Regions from separate parts of the Mus musculus genome. Here all the other regions are linked to region 1. A link is a contact called in public HiChIP or PLAC-seq data. All regions are on one chromosome and are shown on one strand. Each heading gives the region's core, a stretch centred on a gene start, on an enhancer-like site or on the middle of the called end of the contact. The rest is flanking DNA. Distances are from core to core; before and after follow the strand shown.

The links. HiChIP or PLAC-seq counts read pairs in DNA pulled down with a chosen protein or histone mark.
Region 2: an H3K27ac HiChIP or PLAC-seq map of regulatory T cells shows a contact between it and region 1, with 4 times the contacts expected there. The contact joins two enhancer-like sites. A contact is called at or near these places in 1 of 484 Hi-C or Micro-C datasets (nephron progenitors) and 2 of 115 datasets of contacts at active chromatin or transcription factors (embryonic stem cells and regulatory T cells).
Region 3: a contact with region 1 is called in an H3K27ac HiChIP or PLAC-seq map of regulatory T cells, with 8 times the contacts expected there. The contact joins the promoter of Foxo1 here to the enhancer-like site in region 1. A contact is called at or near these places in 13 of 39 promoter capture datasets (the 3T3-L1 cell line, 3T3-L1-derived adipocytes, the C10 cell line and 9 more), 2 of 484 Hi-C or Micro-C datasets (bone marrow-derived macrophages and cerebral cortex), 29 of 115 datasets of contacts at active chromatin or transcription factors (the 230-238 cell line, CD8 T cells, the SCID.adh cell line and 20 more) and 3 of 9 other capture datasets (adipose tissue, embryonic stem cells and liver).

What each region holds. Positions count from the first base shown.
Region 1 is chr3:52,727,738-52,730,437 of GRCm38.p6, forward strand. No RefSeq gene overlaps it. Among named protein-coding and RNA genes, the nearest start is that of Gm22798, 6.3 kb to the left of the region's middle. Within about 2 kb of position 1,439, at least 3 of the 459 cell types and tissues checked have an H3K27ac peak or open chromatin away from gene starts, as enhancers often do. A contact at or near this core is called in regulatory T cells, where this site is marked.
Region 2 is chr3:52,468,671-52,471,370 of GRCm38.p6, forward strand. The region is part of intron 2 of Gm38537 (a long non-coding RNA gene); the gene reads left to right. Among named protein-coding and RNA genes, the nearest start is that of Gm38537, 2.8 kb to the left of the region's middle. Within about 2 kb of position 1,396, at least 25 of the 459 cell types and tissues checked have an H3K27ac peak or open chromatin away from gene starts, as enhancers often do. A contact at or near this core is called in regulatory T cells, where this site is marked.
Region 3 is chr3:52,267,046-52,269,745 of GRCm38.p6, forward strand. It overlaps Foxo1 (forkhead box O1), which reads left to right and starts at 1,292. Exons shown (of 3, transcript NM_019739.3): 1 at 1,292-2,377. The coding sequence starts at 1,757.

The sequences.
Region 1 (2,700 bases), core at 189-2,688:
TTGGCCCATAATAGTTGTGTAGCATGTCCTGATCTGGCCTCCAACTTGCTGAGTCAGGGTATCAGCAGGGAGACTCTTGGTGGGTGAAAAAAGCCTGCAAGCCCTTTGTTTTAAACTGCCTCAGTCCAGATCAGGGAAGAAGGCAGCCATCTTGGGAGTACCCCCCACCCACCCACTTTATTGCCCAACCCTTCCCCTATCTGTCTACCAAGAAATTTCTCATTCCTTGTCTCTCGCTTTAACCCAGAGCTCAGCAATGAGGTGGTCTATCTGTCCAGCCTTTGCCTCTCTCTCTCCCCGCTTCCTGAACACTGGGATTGTAGGAAGTTGTCCTTCTCCTTCCAGCTCCTTCTGTCCCAAGAGTTCCGGTGATCCACACTCCACTCTTTGCACTTACACAGCAAGCACCTTACCCACTGAGCCATCTCTCCAACCAATGTGCAGCTTGTGTTGGGATTTCATTCTGCAGATGTGATTGATCGGATCACTAGGCATACATAAGGTTAGGCTGCAGCCATGACCAGGCCACTCTGAGCCCCAGCCCTCTGCTTACATGGCTGGTTTTTCTCGCATGGCCAAGCTCCATCATAAGCAAACTAGGGTCTCAATGACGCATCACCCTTTGTTCTAAATCCAGGAAGAATCTGAGAAGCCACTGTGTTCTGTTGAGGTTGGAGCTTCCTACGCTGCTGCTATGGCTGTCACAGTGAGAAACATGACATCACGTGGTGTTCCTGTCTCCTGATCTACCTCTAATTCACCTGCGTCCCGTCCCCTCTCTGCCCCTACCTTTCTCCTTCACCTACCAGGTTTCCCTGTAGCTCTTACTTCCCCACCCCCAACCCAGAGTTCTAAGATAGGGACACTGCTCTTTGCTCTTGCCTTGCCTGGATTTTGAGTCACCTGATCTGTGTCCTCTGAGAGAGGACAGTGAACTATTCACCCAACCCATGCCCAACAACCCCTCATCCCACATACATGGTCCCACATACATGCCATGGTCCAGGGGCTGCTTCCTTGGGTTATCCGTTCCCATCTCCATCACACCGTTATCTGTAAGACCCTAGAGCAGATACCCAATAGAGTTTGTGGAAAGCATATACAAAGGGAGGAGGGAGGAGACACAGGCTCAGCAAGCAGATCAGGCAGGAATAGCCCCCACTGCGTCATGAGGAAGGGGAAAAAAAGACAAGAGGAAGGGTATAAGACAGGGGCCTTCCTGCAGAGCTCAGAGAGGCCAGGCCCCTCTTGACCAGCAAGAGCCAGCTCTAGCATGGCCTTGTGGAGAGACCAGGGACTGTGACATGTCAAGGTTAACGTTCGAAAACAGAACTGTAGAGGAAAGATGATAACAACAGCGACAGCCTGGCCCCCGACCTCTCCCCTTTGCAGACACTGAGCAGGAAGAGCACTGAGCCAGAATGGGGAAACAACTCTTGCTGAGTTGGAGAGTCTGTCGTCATGGAGACAGGGACACCTCTTGCTTCTCTCAGCCTCTGATATGCAGTTCAGGGTGGTTTCATATCAGGCGGACTTGGATTCGAGTCCTGATTGTCAGTTGTGAGCTGTGTGATGCGGGTTGAGTTCCTTAATCTTGCGGAGCCTGTTTATCTTGTGCTCAACGAAGACAATGGTACCTTGTGCATCTGTCATGAAGACTGGGGCAGTGTCACGTGGAGTATCAAGAACATTCCTCTTCCTTACCTTGCCTTCTGGCCCTGGTATCTCTGCTTCTCCAGTTCCCAGTACCCTGTCTTGCACCCTGAACTGAACCTCCTGCTTCATCTCTTGCTTGACAGTGACCCCACCCTGTCCACCAGTGTCAGAAACACTAGAACAACGAACTGGCTAAAAGTTATCTCTCTACTGCCATCTTGCTTCTTGGTCTTATGGCTTTCCCATAGTAAATACGTGAGTTTTCTTAGAAGTCATTCTACATTTGGCTTGTCAGAAATACTTGGGAACAGAAATGGTTTGTTTGAATTTCAAGTTTTTAATTTTAGCAAACTTGCATATCCGTAATGAGACATCTTGGGGAGGGAGGTAAGATCAAGTGGAATCCTGAACTTTGTTTAATGTTTCATGTACACAGTTGCCCGGTCTCAGGGTCCCTTTGTACAATGTTTTCAGTACCCTTTTGTTTTGACTACAGCCTGTCACGAGAGGTCAGGTGTGGAACTTTCCACTTGTAGTGTCATGTCAGAGCTCAGAAGGCTTTGGATTTCAGAGTTTGCAGTAGGGGTTCACAGACATGCCACCCTCTCTTGTGAGGTCTGTGCAGAGCATGGATGGCTACTGGCTGAGGAATCAGAGGGCACAGAGCTACCTAGAGCAGGTGCTGCCACCAGTTCACCCTTGGCTGCACCTCTGCACAGAGCCTGCTTCAACAGTGGGCACAAACCAGTTCCTCAGCAAGGCCCTAAAGTCCCTGAGATCAGCCTTGGAGGTTCCTTTTCCTGGCTCCAAGTAGCTCCATTTCCTTCCAGGCTTTGTGCGTTGGCACCTCTGCAGGAAGGAAAGATCTATGGTTTGCCGGGGCCCCTGACAGGCAGTCCCGAGGATAATGTATGTCACGTCATCAGAACCACTTTTTCTATATTGGCAGCTGGTGGATGTGATCATGTGGCCTCTGAGAAGGAGGAATGGGAGAGTTAATAAATATCCTTATGGGAACCGACTCTAAGTTCTCATTAAGTGGTC
Region 2 (2,700 bases), core at 146-2,645, 260 kb before region 1:
GTCCAGGTGGCCACAGTGAGGACCTTTGTAGAATCTACGGAGAAATTCGTTTCAGTTGTCTACCAGTCACAGTTGTCTAAACATGCTTCAGGGTGTCACAATTTTTGATACTGCCCCAAATTCTACAGTTTGACACTGCTGCACATTTTAGCACAGGCCACAGAGTGGCCCTTTGGACATTGAGAAATTTGAATATATATATTCAAATATATATATATTCAAGTATATATGTGTATATATATATATATATATATATACATATATATATATATATTTCTTTTTTTTTTTCTTCCAGGAAACACCAGAGCTTACTGACCTACCAACTCTTACTTAAATTTACTTTTGAGACAGGGACAGGGCCTCATACATGTAGCTCAGGGTGGCCTCAGACTTGACATTTAGCTAAGGATGACCTTGGATTTCTGTATCTACCCCCTGAGGGCTGTCATTATAGATATGTACCCGTATGCCCAGTTTGTGCCGTGCTAGGGCTTTGTGAATGCTAGGTCGACCCTCTACCAACTGAGCTCTATCCCTAGCTCTTTCTTATTATTTTTTTTAAACAAAATGGAAAATTGATATTTTTGCCCTATTCCCCTGCTTCCTCCTTTGATCTTCTCTCCTCCCTTAGGCTCCCATCGTGGTCCACACAGCATCACTTGCTCCCTTTGATTGGCTTAACGTTGGCGAGTGGGTGACACATAGGTGGATTTTGGGGGTTAGAGTCGAAAGCATTAAAGGAATTCTCTGTTTTATTTGTGTTTTAGAGTAGTTGGCATTTTCTGCTGTTACCCCAAGGTCTCAGTTGTAATTCTGTATTTTAGATGTCAAGATGTCCATGTGTCAAAATGGCCTTACCACGATATTGTTCTTACAGCCAACTGGACGTGTTAATGGGGTATGTTACATGAGGAAATCAAGCATGATAAGAACAGCCGGACATGGTTACTTATCAGATGTTTTGTAATTCTAAAATGTTGTAATAGCAGGGCCTTGAACTATACTGGTTTCTGAGACCTGTATTAAAATGCAGAACAATAGAAATAATCGGTATAGCTTTCTCTAAGAATACATTCAACTCTAAGGACTCTTTTTAAAATTTAGAGGTAAGATCTTGATTTTCTTTTTGTTGCTTTTAAAATTGCCTTGAAATAATGGTGGCAGTCGATGGCACTTTAAAATGTCAGTGAACAAAATGAGTCTGATTTGTTTGTTTGTTTGTTTGTTTTTGTTTTGTTTTCCTGGTATGTGAAAGCCCAGGGTCTGATCTTTCTGATTCAGGTCTCCTAATCTTTGGAACATTGCTTAGTTGCCTTTACGGTGTGTGCAGGTCGCCTGAGTGTCCCATTTCACAGCATGGTGGTAACTCTGAGTGACCTAACTTGGGCTGTGGTTCTTTCCAGCTCCAAAGGTCACATGCTGCATCTGACACAAGTGCTGTGGGTGTGGTATGGACGCCCTGTCAGAGCTATTCAAATGTGCTGAGTATGTGTGGGTGGATAGAAGGATGGTGGCAGACAGAAAACCTTCTTCTCTTGCTTACCTTTTTCATGGCTAACTAGCATTGACTTCTCAGCTTTGGGGAGCTCGCCACACTTCCTGAGTTTGTTGCCTGCATTGTTCTCATTCTGGGATCTGTTTTAACATTCCCTAAAACTGTCTCCCCCCAGTAGACGATGAGTTTCTGGAGGCTGGAAACTGTGACTGACTAAACTGTGTACTGTCAGTGCTGGTCATTCTGACCAAGAGTAAGAGGTCATTTCAGAAACTGGGGAGTGAATGATGAATCAGTATCCAAGGTCAGCAAAGTTTTACCTCCTCATTCACTGCATGGCTTAGATGTGAGGTGGTTGAGAAAGTCTCCTCATGGGCTTGTGTGACTTCCTAAGGAGATAAGAGTGACTACCTATTTACCCTAGATAGCAAACCAGTGACAGGGCAGAGAAAACAATCTCACCAAGTCTTGCTTGAATTTATTAGGGTCACTGACAGAAACATATGTAGCAGGTTACTCACAGATCAAAGGTTAGTCAAAGGTGGCTGCATTCCTGAGAAGGCCACCCTAGCATGGGTGGTGCGTCACAAAAGCTGTATCTTTGTATCTCCTTGCACAACTTGTAGGCATCTCCACTGGAGATGGTCTGCTCTTCTTCCCAGCAGATGTTATGGTTTCTGTAACCGTGGGAAAAGGCCTCAGGAGTCCTTAACTATTAAGGCTTTCCTGATCCTTGTATGTTTCCTTTGCTTCCTGAATTTTATGAGCTCTATGCTTCTTCCTAGGCAGAATATTTCAGCTCAGACGACATCTCCTTACCACAGGGCCCCTTGTTTTTTCTTTGCTTTCCTCAGTACCATATCCTTTAGGGAGAGCAACAGAAGTGGACCAATGTCATGTTTTAGGGATGAAGTTTATCAAGTGAGTTAAAGTTGAGGCTGTGTTTTTCCTGGAATCCTTGTCCTGGCCAGCTTGCCATGGGAAGGAGCCCTGCCACACACCTTGTTAGAGTTCTGCCTGTCCTTGGCACTGTGGGGAGGCCTCTTAGACAGCTGTCCATAGCTAAGATCACTGCTTCCTATCTATCTCTCCTGGAGCTCCTGGGATAACTGAGGCCGTTGCTTATAACCAGAACATACTTGAGGAATGATGGGAACAGGAAAGGTGGGTAATGGAAGGAGTGGGCCACTGATAGTTGATCCTGC
Region 3 (2,700 bases), core at 42-2,541, 460 kb before region 1:
GAGACGTTAGAGACAAAGTGGAAGGAGTAAGAAGGCTGGTTTTCTTTTGGAGTCTCATTTTACATAGAAAAACTCCACGTAAGAAAGAAGAGCGAAGTACAACCGCAACAAGACATTTGGAGCTGCGTTTTTGGACATATTTAAAGCCCTAATATGCATCTTCAATTCTAAAGCATCCTAGCCAATAAAAGAAAATGCCACCCATATTTCTTTTTTTTTAAAAAAGAAAGCAAATCAGAGGATCAAGCGAGGGAACATTTTCTTCTATTCTGTAAGGCAAAAAGAACCACTGTCTTTCTACCTTTGGCTCCGCCGGACGTGTGTTAGATACGCGGGTCTGGGAGCTCACTCTGTGAGTTTAAAGAACTGAGGGGCGGAGCTGTGCCCCAACACTTGGGGCTTATCTCCTTTTGCGACTTCAACACCTCATCGCTTCCATGCTAAATAAAAAAGAAATAAGCAAGCAGTTAAACTTAATTAGGGGTAATAAAGTGACAAAGTTGTCTCTAAGCGCTCCTCTGACTCTTTAGCCACCACACCGGTCCTCAGGAAAAAGTGAGATTCCCGTGGCAGAAAAGCGGTTCCCATAGAAGACGTCGGATCTGAGGCGCTACTGGAGCTAGGTGCTTGTGCAACAGTGTTCTCCCCGCGCCGCACCTCTCTGGGGTTCAGGATGAGTGGAGGCTGGGGGCTGGACCGAGCCGCAGAGGCTCGTCTTGCAGGTGTGCACAGGTAGGGTGGGAAGCGGTTACTCCGGAGCCGCAGAGCGACGGGTCTTCACCGAAGGATCTGCGCGCCTGGGGCGGCCAGGGCAGATGCCAGCTTAAGAAAACATTCCTCCAAAACAAACCCCACCGACTTCCCGAGAGCTGCGCGAAGACGCGTGGGCGGAGCGGGCTTGAGTGGAATCCACGAGGCGCCCCACCGCCCACGTCGCGTCCGGGAGCGCGCAGCGGCCCCGCGCCATCCCGGGAGTCAGGGTCTGGGCTCTGCCTGGAGTACTCGATTGCACTCTGTAGTAAACAAAAGTATGGTAGCCGCCTCCACGCCGGTTTGCCTCCTAGCAATCCGATCGCTGAGACGCCAGAGACTCAGAAACACTTGAGAATTACAGAAAATAATAACGGAGATTGGAAAAAAAAAAAAAAGTGTGTGAGAAAGAAAAATACCCCACCGCCCCCCACCAACCTACTGCCGCCTCCCGAGGGAAGGCAGCGCCCGCCCAGGCCCGCGTTCATTGGCTGCTTCGGCGGAGACTTCGCGCGTCCATTGGCCGCGCAGCCTGTCAGTCAGGGGCGGGGCGGCGCGCGCGCCGCCGCGGGCGGGGAGCCCGCTGCAGATCCCGTAAGACGGGAGTCTGCGGAGTCGCTTCAGTCCCCGCCGCCGCCACATTCAACAGGCAGCAGCGCCGCTGTCGCGCGGCCGCGGAGAGCTAGAGCGGCCCGCAGCGTCCGCCCGTCTGCCTTGGCGTCCGCGGCCCTTGTCAGCGGGAGCGCGGTGCCCGAGCTGCCGGGCTCCGCGGCCTGGTCGGTGCCCCGTCCTAGGCACGAACTCGGAGGCTCCTTAGACACCGGTGACCCAGCGAAGTTAAGTTCTGGGCGCGTCCGTCCGCTGCGCCCCGCCGCGCCTGACTCCGGCGTGCGTCCGCCGTCCGCGGCCCCCCAATCTCGGAGCGACACTCGGGTCGCCCGCTCCGCGCCCCCGGTGGCCGCGTCTCCCGGTACTTCTCTGCTGGTGGGGGAGGGGCGGGGGCACCATGGCCGAAGCGCCCCAGGTGGTGGAGACCGACCCGGACTTCGAGCCGCTGCCCCGGCAGCGCTCCTGTACCTGGCCGCTGCCCAGGCCGGAGTTTAACCAGTCCAACTCGACCACCTCCAGTCCGGCGCCGTCGGGCGGCGCGGCCGCCAACCCCGACGCCGCGGCGAGCCTGGCCTCGGCGTCCGCTGTCAGCACCGACTTTATGAGCAACCTGAGCCTGCTGGAGGAGAGTGAGGACTTCGCGCGGGCGCCAGGCTGCGTGGCCGTGGCGGCGGCGGCTGCGGCCAGCAGGGGCCTGTGCGGGGACTTCCAGGGCCCCGAGGCGGGCTGCGTGCACCCAGCGCCGCCACAGCCCCCACCGACCGGGCCGCTGTCGCAGCCCCCACCCGTGCCTCCCTCCGCTGCCGCCGCCGCGGGGCCACTCGCGGGACAGCCGCGCAAGACCAGCTCGTCGCGCCGCAACGCGTGGGGCAACCTGTCGTACGCCGACCTCATCACCAAGGCCATCGAGAGCTCAGCCGAGAAGAGGCTCACCCTGTCGCAGATCTACGAGTGGATGGTGAAGAGCGTGCCCTACTTCAAGGATAAGGGCGACAGCAACAGCTCGGCGGGCTGGAAGGTGAACGGCCTCTGGGCGGCCCTGGGGGGTGGGGTGGGGATGTGTTGGGGCCGGCGGAGGGTCGGCAGTGTGGGTGTTCGGGGCCCGGAAATGATGGGCGCACGGAGAGAGCGGGGCGAGAAATGGCAGGTGTGGCGGGGGCTTCCCGGAGACCCAGAGCCAAATTTGGACCAGGTGCAGGCGAGGGACTTCTAGAGAGACCCGGGCAGGGCTCGTTTGGGAACTTAAGTGAAATGGCAGAGCAGGCGTGAAAGTTAGCTTAGTTGTTGGAGCGAGGGGTTCGCTTCCAAGGTCCCTCTCCATTTGACACTCCAGACCTCCTG